Regions from separate parts of the Sus scrofa genome. Here region 2 is linked to region 1. A link is a contact called in public HiChIP or PLAC-seq data. All regions are on one chromosome and are shown on one strand. The core of a region is the stretch at or near the end of the contact, and the rest is flanking DNA. Distances in the headings are between cores, read along the strand shown.

Region 1 (5,188 bases), core at 1,677-4,176:
AGATTCTTTCACCCATTTTAACAGCTTATTTTAATTGTGTGATTCAATAGCATTAAGTACACTGACAATGATGGGCAATCATCACCATTACCTATTTCCAGACGTTTTCACCACCCCAGACAGAAGCTTTACCCATTAAGCAATAATTCGCCATTCCTCCCTGTCACTTTCTGCTGTACAGCAAAGTGATTCAGTCACACGAACACACACACACACATATATACATATTTACATATATCTACATATATTATGTATATATAGAAAAAGAACATGTATATATATTATTTTCCATCATGGTCTAGCCCAAGAGACTGGATAGAGTTCCCTGTGCTGTACAGTAGGGCCTCCTTCTTGTCCAGTCCAAATGTAATGGTTTGCATCTACTAAGCCCGGACTCCCAGTCCATCCCGCTCACTGCCCCCTCCCCCTTGGCAGCCGTACGTCTGTTCTCCACGTCTGTGGGTCTGTTTGTTCTGTAGATAGGTTCGTTTCTGCCATATTGTAGATTCCACATCATATCAGACAATCTTAAGCAAGTTATCGTTAGTGACTTTTGCTATATTTAGACTTAACGTAGGCAGGATTTGGGGTTCCAGGTTGTGTTTCAAGGGATCTCACTTGGCCAGTGTGATGCCAGGCTTGGGGCTGGTGTCCCAGGTGCGTTTGCATCTATTCGTTTGTTTAGGGCAGCTGTTTTTATGCAACTCAGGGAGAAGGGGGGAGTTTTGTATCTGAAGAAGAAAGGAAAGCAGGGTGTGTAGGAGGAGGCTTTGGGTCGCCAATCAATTAAAGTGAGCTTCTGCAAAAATTGAGAGTGGCTGGGTAAATCCTGGGTGTCCTCTGAAGCCCAAGGTCGGGTGTACAGCACAACCTCAGGACAGACCTAGGACCACCATCCAGATGGAAAGCGGCCAAGACCATCTCTTCTCTCTGCTCCTCTCTGCACTTCGGCTCCATCCTGAGTCCAGCTTCTGGGCCTCATCTACATGGTAACACACAGGCCACCCAACAGCACCTGGGTCTTTTTTATTACAGGTGTAGCCCCATGAGCTCCAGCTTAGAAACCACGATGAAAAAAAGAGAAGGTGGTACTTCCAAGTTGGTGAGCACGTGGAGATCGGGGGACAGTCAGGCTCTGGAAGAGGCCAAGCACCCTCTCCCCACCCTAAGATGCCTTGCCCTAAGCATCTCTTCCTTCTGACTCTTCCCCAGTTATAACCTTCATAATAAACTGACAATATAGTAGGTGAGAGGGAGGAGGGGAGGAGAGAGAAAGAATAGCTTTCTGCCCTGGCCACAGGGGTCAGTCCCAAGGGTCCGGATTCATCCTCCTTGGGACCCATGTCACTTCTTCGCTACTCACTGTTGTCAGGGGAAGAGGGAGCTCTGACTGGCTGGGCCCGGGTCATGGCATCCCCTGGAGAGAAATGGAAATGAGGAAGCCTGCTGAACAGAGAAAGAAGAAACGTGAAAACCACAGTCCCCTGCAGGGCGATTCCCTTACGTGCCTCTCCCACCCACACAGACCGAGCCCAGCTCTGATGCCCGGGGCTTGGGGAGGCCGCCCCAAAGGACAGCTTCACAGAGAGGAGCAGGGTTTGCCCAGAGAGCCCCAGCCAGCACTGAGATGCCTCAAGGAGGAAACCAGAGCCCCAAATCACCAGGGAGCCTGTGCTTGAACCAGCACCTGTGCAACCCTGTGACATAATCGCAGGGAAGTCTAAGTGGAGCTGAACCACTGTGTGGGTATCATATTCAGGGCCTTAAAATCATTGGATGTCACTTTCCCCCCACAAACTCATCAGACCTAGGAGCCCGGCTGGCTGTATAGGTGAGCAATCCCTTGTAATGGGCCATCAAAATTTTCTCCCAAGATTTACTGTGATAAATAATTCTGCAGCCAGTCTCCTTGCCATTAGATCTTCACACTCATTCTGACTTATTGCTGTTTGTAAAAGCTGAAGGTAAGAAAAGCCAGAAGAACAAGCTGAGACTAAGGAAGTCTCTGGTTAATGAAGCCAAGCTCAGCCAGAGCTCTTTGATTGCAAATAAAAGAAACTCCAGTCAAGCCAATTTCAGCAGAAGGAATATTTATGGATTCCACAACCACAGAGCCCCCAGAATGGAGTGGATTTCTGGTATGATTAGAGGCAGAGGTGCAGTAATGTTCCCTCTCTTCTCTCTCTGTATCCACTTCTCAGCTCTGCTTTTCTTGGGACACAGGGCTCATACCTATTGCAGAAGATGAGCTTCCTTCACGTGGCTCAGGGGGGTGTCGTGGGGAGAAGGTGAGTAAGATCACAGACAGGTTCGGGTTTATATCATCCATTCTCAGTAAAAAGTAAGCTCCTGGGAGTTCCCGTGCGGCTCAGTGAATTATGAACAAACTAGCATCTGTGAGGATAGGGGTTCAATCCTTGGCCTAGCTCAGTGGGTTAAGGATCCAGCATTGCTGTAGCTGTGGTGTCAGCTGGCAGCTGCAGCTCTAATTCAATCCCTAGCCTGGGAAGCTTCATATGCCACAGGCGCTCCTATTGATAAAAAAAAAAAAAAAAAAAAAAAAAAAAAAGTAAGCTCCTTTTTCCCAAAGCCAGACTAAAATCCCAGGAGTCTGATTGGTCTTTCCAGGATGGCCTTCCTGCTCCATGAACCCATCACTACAGCCCTGGGTAGCTACATTCTGGTAAGTTACTTTCTGATCACAGGATCCGTAGCCCCAGGAGACCCATGTGGGTTGGAGGAGGGTCAGTTGCCAAAGGAAAGAGGAGAACTGCTACTAGAGGAAGTGGGGAAAGGCTGTCGGCAGCTTGACAGAAAAGACAGGCAAAAGCTGAGTCCTGTAGGCTGACCGGCCGTGTGTCCTGCTGCAAGGCGTTCAGGGCTGGGACAAACAGGAAGTTCTCTTCCTAAAAACAGAAATGAAACCCACTTCTGTGAGTCATGGCACAAGTGTAAACCACATGAAGGTGTGGCCCCCGGGGTGTATACAGGGATATGTGTTTGCCTTGAAGTCAGTGTCGATTCATTGAAGGACCCATCCCTTCTTTGGAAGATGGAATGATTTTGATGAGAACATCAACCGCCCGCCCCCAATCATTCCATGGCTCCTGATTTCCTGCAAAGCCCAACTCCAACGTCACTCTAATGTGCAATGGCCCTACGATGCCAAGGAAAGACCTTGAGCTTTAGGGCAGGCAGACCAGGGGGGACTGCCTCCAGTTTTGGGACCCACGGGCAAGTTACCTTGAACTTCTTGCAGGGAGGGTTGGCAGTGTGGTGTCGTGCTAGTGTCCTGGCTCCTGAAGCCACCCAATCTCCATCTCTCAGCCCCATGCCCTTGAGCACAGGCCTTGACTTCTCTGTGCCTTGATTTCCACATCTATAAAATGGGGGTGGTGATAAAACTTGACAAACCTGTTCAGTGGATTAAAAGAGACAATGCCTGTCAATTGCTTCAGGTGAGAACTCAATGAATAAGAGTCTTTGTTATGATTATTGCTGTTATCTTTGAATTCGCAGGACCTGGCCCTGAATGAAATACTGGTTTAATGAACCAATGGACTCAACGCTACATAACCTCATTGTCCTAATTTATAAGATGAGGGAATGCTATTTATCTGAGAGATTCTCGTAATGATTAAATGAGATAACGTATGTAAAGCTTCCGGGTCAATGCCTACTTTAGGACAGACAATTTATATTGGTTTTCCTTCATTTCCTCCCTTACCTGGCCCCTGACATTCGATGTCCTCCATCATTTTACGGGTCAGGTTTCTGAGCTGCAAAATGCTGAGACCTCACTGAAAGTGATTTGTAAAGAAAAAGTACTGGATCCAGAAAGAGTAAAGTCCAAGGTAAACCTGACCCCAGGGACTCCTGTGATGTCAGCAGGACCTGGGCTCCACGTAGCTTACTTCCTCGGCTTCAGTGTTGACTTTATATCGGGCACATCCTCTTTATCTAGGGGCCTCCAGCAGCTCAAGGTCCTCCCCAGGTTTCTTAACCTCTCTGCTCAGGGTTCCCATCTAATATTAGATAATTAACACATTAGTTCATACATGTAAAGTACCTAGAACACTGGCGAGCACATAGCAGACTTTCAATAGCAGTTCTTCTCATTGCTGCTATTCTTTGTCAATTCCAGAGGAAAGGGAGTTTCTAGCTCCAGAAGACTCCAAGGATTAAGTCTCATTGGATCAATGCCGAGCCTCTTTTTGAGGCAACAGCCATGAGCCAATAGCAGGGATGGTGTAGGCACAGGTGCTTGTAGAAGTCCCAGTAGAGGATCATAGACAGAGAGGAAATCTAGGGGACGTTGGGAGATCATTGGAAGTTAATAAATTGCTCAAAAAAGCCATCAGCATAAGGCAGGCTTGCTTGACTAGTGGAGGCACGAGAATCGCCTCAGGTCATTGGGTGGGGGATGGGATGAGGTCTGCGTTCAGGTTCAGACCCAGGGCAGAAGTTCAAGGACCATCTTTCTGCTGATTTGAATACCGGATACCAAGGAGGAGCTACTACTCCCAGAAAGGAAGAGGAGGGCTTTTCCAACCCCCACTCCCCTTGGATGAAAAAAAAAATAAAGCCCACCGGGTCCTCGGATCCTCAGGGCAGAGCTTCCATGCCTGCCCTCTTGCATCTCTCACAAGCGTCCTATTTTAATAAATCTATTTCTTGCCTATCAACTTTGTCTCCTGCTGAATTCCTTCTGCACGGAGACACAAAGAACCTGAACCTCAGTGCGTCCAGACACAGGGTGAGTGATTCTATTCTAAAACCATGGGTTTAAGTCCCAATCTGACGCTAGTCTGGGTTCGAGTCCCAGCAATCTGGGTCTGGCTGGGTTCAGGCCATTCATGCTGTCAGTTTCACAAAGAGTAGAATAATTTGATTGTTCAGACCTGGCTTAGTACCCAGCCCTGGAGCTAGAGGCAGACTGGGGATCACCCTTCCCCTCCCACGGCTAAGAATAGAAGGATTTGGTCTCCCAAGAAAAGTCAAGGCACTCATAATAGAAAAAAAAAAAAGACCCTGGACCCAGGGCAGAAAGAGCAGGCGTCCCAGGGGTTAATGCCCTGTCTCCCGAAGTGGAAGGGACCATCTTCTTCTACTCCTGCCCTCTACTGTCTGCTGAAATGTTGAGGGCCTGAACTTTGCGCATTATTAACCCTCTCAAAGCCTCAGTTTC
Region 2 (5,229 bases), core at 251-2,750, 310 kb before region 1:
TCTTCATTGTGAATTACCTCTTTGGCAACTAGAAATAGGAGAAAGATGCTGGTCTAAAAAGGAAATCATGTTGCTTCATAGACACTTTTTCCTAGCATATTAGGGTTTCGAGGCAACTGGGGAAAAGCTTTTCCACAAATAAAGATAAATGCTTAGTAACAGATAAACATTTAAAAAAAAAACCTGAGGAGTTCCCATCGTGGCTCAGCAGTTAACAAGCCTGACTAGCATCCAGGAGGACAAGGGTTCGATCCCTGACCTCCCTCAGTGGATTAAGGATCTGGGTGTTGCCATGAGCCACACAGCTCGCAGACACAGCTCAGATCCTGAGTTGCTGTGGCTGTAGCATAGGCTGGCGGTTACAGCTCTGATTAGACCCCTGTCCTGGGAACCTCCATATGCTGCAGCTACAGTCCTAAAAAGACAAAAAAAAAGAAAAATAAAAATGAAAAAACCTGAAAATTTACAAAAGAACTTTTCTTTCTTATAAGTAGTAGTTAGTTTAGTGGTATCGCCAATTGTTACTTTACTCTTTCCGGCTGGGTTAACCAATTTGATGAAGAAGCTGAAAAAAAAATTTCCCCTGATTAAAACAATGGAATAAGAAAAAGGCCACATACTGGATTAGATTTTTAACTTCAATGAAAATAGTCTCTTAGAAGCAATGGCCTTCTAGGACCTACAACTAGAAGCCCAAGGTTCAAGACTCCGAAGATGGTAATACAAAGTACAAATGCTTGTCTTTTGCTTTTTTATTAGGACTGCTATTGTTTTCAGTTAGCAGCCAAGATCAGAGTTTCACGGAATTTCATTAGTCCACCCCAACCCTTCGTTCCCCATAAGGCTTATTATTTCCCTGCACAATTTTGTCGAACCTGAGTTTTCTCAAGCTACATGGTCATCCCTCAGTATTTGCAGGTGACTGGTTCCGGACCCCCTCTGATACCAAAAATCTACAGATACTCAAGTCCCTTCTAAAATGACAGTGTATTTGCATATAACCTATGCACATGCTCCCATATACTTTAGACCATCTCTAGATTACTTATAAAGTAACACAACATAAATGTTATGAAAATAATGCCAGCAAGTGGCAAATTCAAGTTTTGCTTTTGAGAACTTTTTGGGATTTTCCCCCTATTTCAAGCCACAGTTGGCTGACTCTTCAGATGCAGACTCTGTGGATACCAAGGGCCTAGTGTATATAAATGGCATCGTGGCAGAAACTCCTATATGCATTAGACAAAACAATCCCTGTGAACCTTTGGTATGTGGACTTACTAGAAAATAGTTTTTTGTTTGGTTTCGGTTTTTAAAAGATGTGAGGTAAACTCCAAAGCTACAGAGAAAATAATAAATGTGTGTTAAAACTGCTACAATTAGGACAAAAATGCAGTAGTAGAGAAAAAAAAATCACCTGATGTGCATAGAAATAAACTTAGAACCAGCCCTGTGAATGACTCTCACAAAGTATTAAGCAAGATTTTTCTTTCTAAATAATAAAGTATGTTACATATACCACAGTTTAAAAAAAGGAAGTAAACTTAAATAGACTGCTCTCACTGAAAAGTACTAAGATAAAAAGGGATTCTATCATTCTATTAGAAGTATCTTTAAAACTTGGTTTACCTCCTTTTTATCACAATTTCTTAACATCTGAAATTTCTGTACCTATTTAATGTGTGTATTAGTAAAGTACAACACTTCTTTATAACTGCTCCTGCCAAAGTCGCTGACGCCCTAAATCTGGTGGGCATTTGTATTTATTCCATTTGCCCTCTTGGTAGCATGTGACACGACTGACAAGTTTCCCTCCTCCCAGAAGAGCCCTCTTCATTTTTCTAAACTGAGACTGTCTAGCTATTTGTCCCATCTCTTTCATATTTAGTTTTCCTTTCCTAATATTTACACCTCCACTCATTCCTTAAATGGTGATGCTCACCAGTGGTTTCTCTCTGCTTAACTCCAACCCTCCCTGAGATTTTGCCCACTCTCAAGGCTTTAATTACCATCTAAGAGTCTTCGAGTATGTATTTCAAACTTTGACCTCTCTGCTAAGTTCCCGAAACCACAGACATAATTCATATACATAACTGGCCGCTGGATATCTTCCTCTAACTCTCACAAAATGGCCTCCAACACAAGATGTTCAAAACCAAAACCTTTCCAGAGCAACACTAGCTCTACTCCTCTGCAACACCATTTATCTCAATGCCTTCTCATCTCAATAAATGGCACCACCATCCTCCACCCACAAGAAAATGTGTAAAGCATCAGATTTTTTTTTTTTCTTGACAAATTTTTTGGCCACACCTGCAGCATTTGGAAGTTCCCGGCCAGGGATCAAACCCACACCACAGCAATAACCAGAACCACAGCAGTGACAAGGCTAGAGTCTTTAATACAATTAGCCACAAGGGAACTTCCTCTTGATAAATTTTTAATAGCTCCAAAGTTGAGATATATCCACCATGACTCTTTCTTCACTCTTACAACTTGCCCCAACTAGTTATATTAAAGAAATAAAGGCCCACCCAATCTTTCCAAAAGGTAACCTGTCCTAACATATGTTATTATTAGATTTCCTTTCAAATCTCATTAAAAATTACTTCAGAGGAGTTCCAGTCATGGCGCAGTGGAAACGAATCTGACTAGGAACCATGAGGTTGCAGGTTCAATTCCTGGTCTTTTTTTTTTTTTTTTGTCTTTTTGCCTTTCTAGGGCTGCTCCCTTGGCATATGGAGGTTCCCAGGCTAGGGGTCTAATCAGAGCTATAGCCGCCGGCCTACGTCAGAGCCACAGCAACGCGGGATCCAAGCCGCATCTGCGACCTACACCACAGCTCACTGCAACGCCGGATCCTTAACCCACTGAGCAAGGCCAGGGATCGAACCTGCAACCTCATGGTTCCTACTCAGATTCGTTAACCACTGTGCCACTAAGGGAACTCCCGATCCCTGGTCTTGATCAGGGGGTTCAGGATCCAGCGGTCCTGTGGGCTGTGGTGTAGGTCACAGACATGGCTCAGACTGGTGTTGCTGTGGCTGTGGTGTAGGCTGGCAGCAACAGCTCCAATTTGACCCCGAGCCTGGGAACCTCCACATGCTGCGGGTGTGGCCCTAAAAAGACAAAAGAAAAAAAAAGAAAAAAAAATGACTTCAAAATACAGACACTTCTTGGTATAGAGTCAATGCAGCCTACAAATGCAAAGTTTTGAGGATCTTAATAACTGACTCATGTTTTTGCAATTTCATCGTGGATCCCCAATACATATGTTTTAAAATGTCCAACAGAAGTAGGAAAACACATATTAAAAGGCGGGAAGAGAATCCTACTAATACCAAGTAAAATCTCCACAAAAGCTTAAAATTAATGTGGAAAAAAGGTGGGATTTTTTTTAAGTAACTGCATCACTACATCCCCTAAAAACATTTCTTGTACGTAATAGAAACCTATCCTTAATACTAACAAAGACCTATCAGTCAGAGTTTCCTCATGGCTCAGTGGGTTAAGGATCTGGCATTGTCACTGCTGTGGCTGTGGTTACAACTGTGGCACAGGTTTTATTCCTGGGCCAGGAACTTCTGCATGCCATGGGTGCAGCCAAACAAACAAACAAACAATAACAACAACAAAAAACCCTACCAGTGCCTCAAAGCACTGGATGGGCTGACCAATCAGAAATGAAAATAGCAACACTCATGTCAGAACTAAGGAAAAGCCCACAAGTGGGAGGGGTAGTTAAGGCATCCCTGGAAGAATAGCTGAGGCATCAGCTAGATGATTCCTCAAAGGAACAGACGACCTTTCCCCAGGAACATGGGAATTACACATACTTCCAACTTTTGGATGTTCTCAAGTCCAGTAAGACACTTTAATATCTATATCATATTCTATTACCAGGTGTCATCTTTCACAAGCGTACCAAGTTGGTGTGATTAGGCAATCATCCAGCATAAACAGGAATCTCAGTAAGCACTGTTAGGGACAAGTGCTGGAAAAGCCATCTGTTTGATGGAAATAATATTTCTATTTCCCTAGTGATTACAGCTACCAATGGCAACCATGAAATCCCAAGAGAAGAAAAAAACCTTAACTGCCTCAAAACTTTAATTATTCATGTAAACTGGCCAAGAATTTAAAGTTAAATGTTACACAAAAGGCTCTCTAACCCCCTAATATTTTTGGCTAATTATTCCATTGGTAGTCTACATCTGCTCTGCTAAGAGCTGGTTATGAATCAGAAGTAACTCACTGGGAATGCTTTTATATCTAAAAGTGATTGTAGATAATAACTACAATTCACAAAAACTGTTATTTTTAATGTGCATAAAATCCTGTCCCACAAAATAAAAGAACAGATGTTACTGTCAAAGTTTAAACTCTCTTAACTACTAGGAAGAATGAGACAATTTAACAACAAAAGAGTTAATTTTGACAGCCTATTCAACCTATACTTTTTGAATATTTTCAATACTAAGCAATTTATGCTCAGGAAGTATGTTAAACACTGTTCTTACAAATGCAGTGAATATATTATTGGATTTAAATACATAAATAGTTCAGAGATTTCCAAGTATATATATACTCTAAGAACTTAAAAAATACTGACCATAATCCCACACAAACAGTTGTGGGGTTTTGTTTGTTTTGGTCAGAAGGGAGCCTCATTTGTTTCAAGCACTGCTCTTCTACCCTTTTTTTCCTTTTTCTTTTTTTGAAATAAATATTTTCTAGAATTCTCTTCACTGGAGAAATTGATCTTCTAGATATTTTGGTTTTGGGTTTGTTTTTTTTTTTTCTTATAGATATTTCGATAAAAATTACCAAGGCGCCCTTATTTCTTGTAGCTCAGCTCCAGGTGTGATCTTTAGTATCTCAGAGTAGTTACTTTTAATAGAGTTAAACAGGAGTTCCCATCGTGGCGCAGTGGTTAACGAGTACGACTAGGAACCATGAGGTTGAGGGTTCGGTCCCTGCCCTTGCTCAGTGGGTTAACGATCCGGCGTTGCCGTGAGCTGTGGTGTAGGTTGCAGTCGTGGCTCAGATCCCGCGTTGCTGTGGCTCTGGAGTAGGCCGATGGCTACCGCTCCGATTGGACCCCTAGCCTGGGAACCTCCATATGCTGCGGGAGCGGCCCAAAAAATAGCAAAAAAAGACAAAAAAAAAAAAAAAAAGTTAACCATGTGGATCTGCTCAATAATGTATTGAAACCATATACTTTTGGAA

What was found. HiChIP or PLAC-seq counts read pairs in DNA pulled down with a chosen protein or histone mark.
Region 2: an H3K27ac HiChIP or PLAC-seq map of alveolar macrophages shows a contact between it and region 1. The contact joins two enhancer-like sites. A contact is called at or near these places in 4 of 47 Hi-C or Micro-C datasets (alveolar macrophages, fetal heart ventricle, fetal skeletal muscle and 1 more) and 2 of 2 datasets of contacts at active chromatin or transcription factors (alveolar macrophages and skeletal muscle).

The regions. Positions count from the first base shown.
Region 1 is chr8:19,771,434-19,776,621 of Sscrofa11.1, reverse strand. No RefSeq gene overlaps it. Among named protein-coding and RNA genes, the nearest start is that of SMIM20, 73 kb to the right of the region's middle. Within about 2 kb of position 2,926, at least 4 of the 83 cell types and tissues checked have an H3K27ac peak or open chromatin away from gene starts, as enhancers often do. A contact at or near this core is called in alveolar macrophages, where this site is marked.
Region 2 is chr8:20,080,007-20,085,235 of Sscrofa11.1, reverse strand. The region is part of intron 1 of RBPJ (recombining binding protein suppressor of hairless); the gene reads right to left. Among named protein-coding and RNA genes, the nearest start is that of CCKAR, 120 kb to the left of the region's middle. Within about 2 kb of position 1,500, at least 2 of the 83 cell types and tissues checked have an H3K27ac peak or open chromatin away from gene starts, as enhancers often do. A contact at or near this core is called in alveolar macrophages, where this site is marked.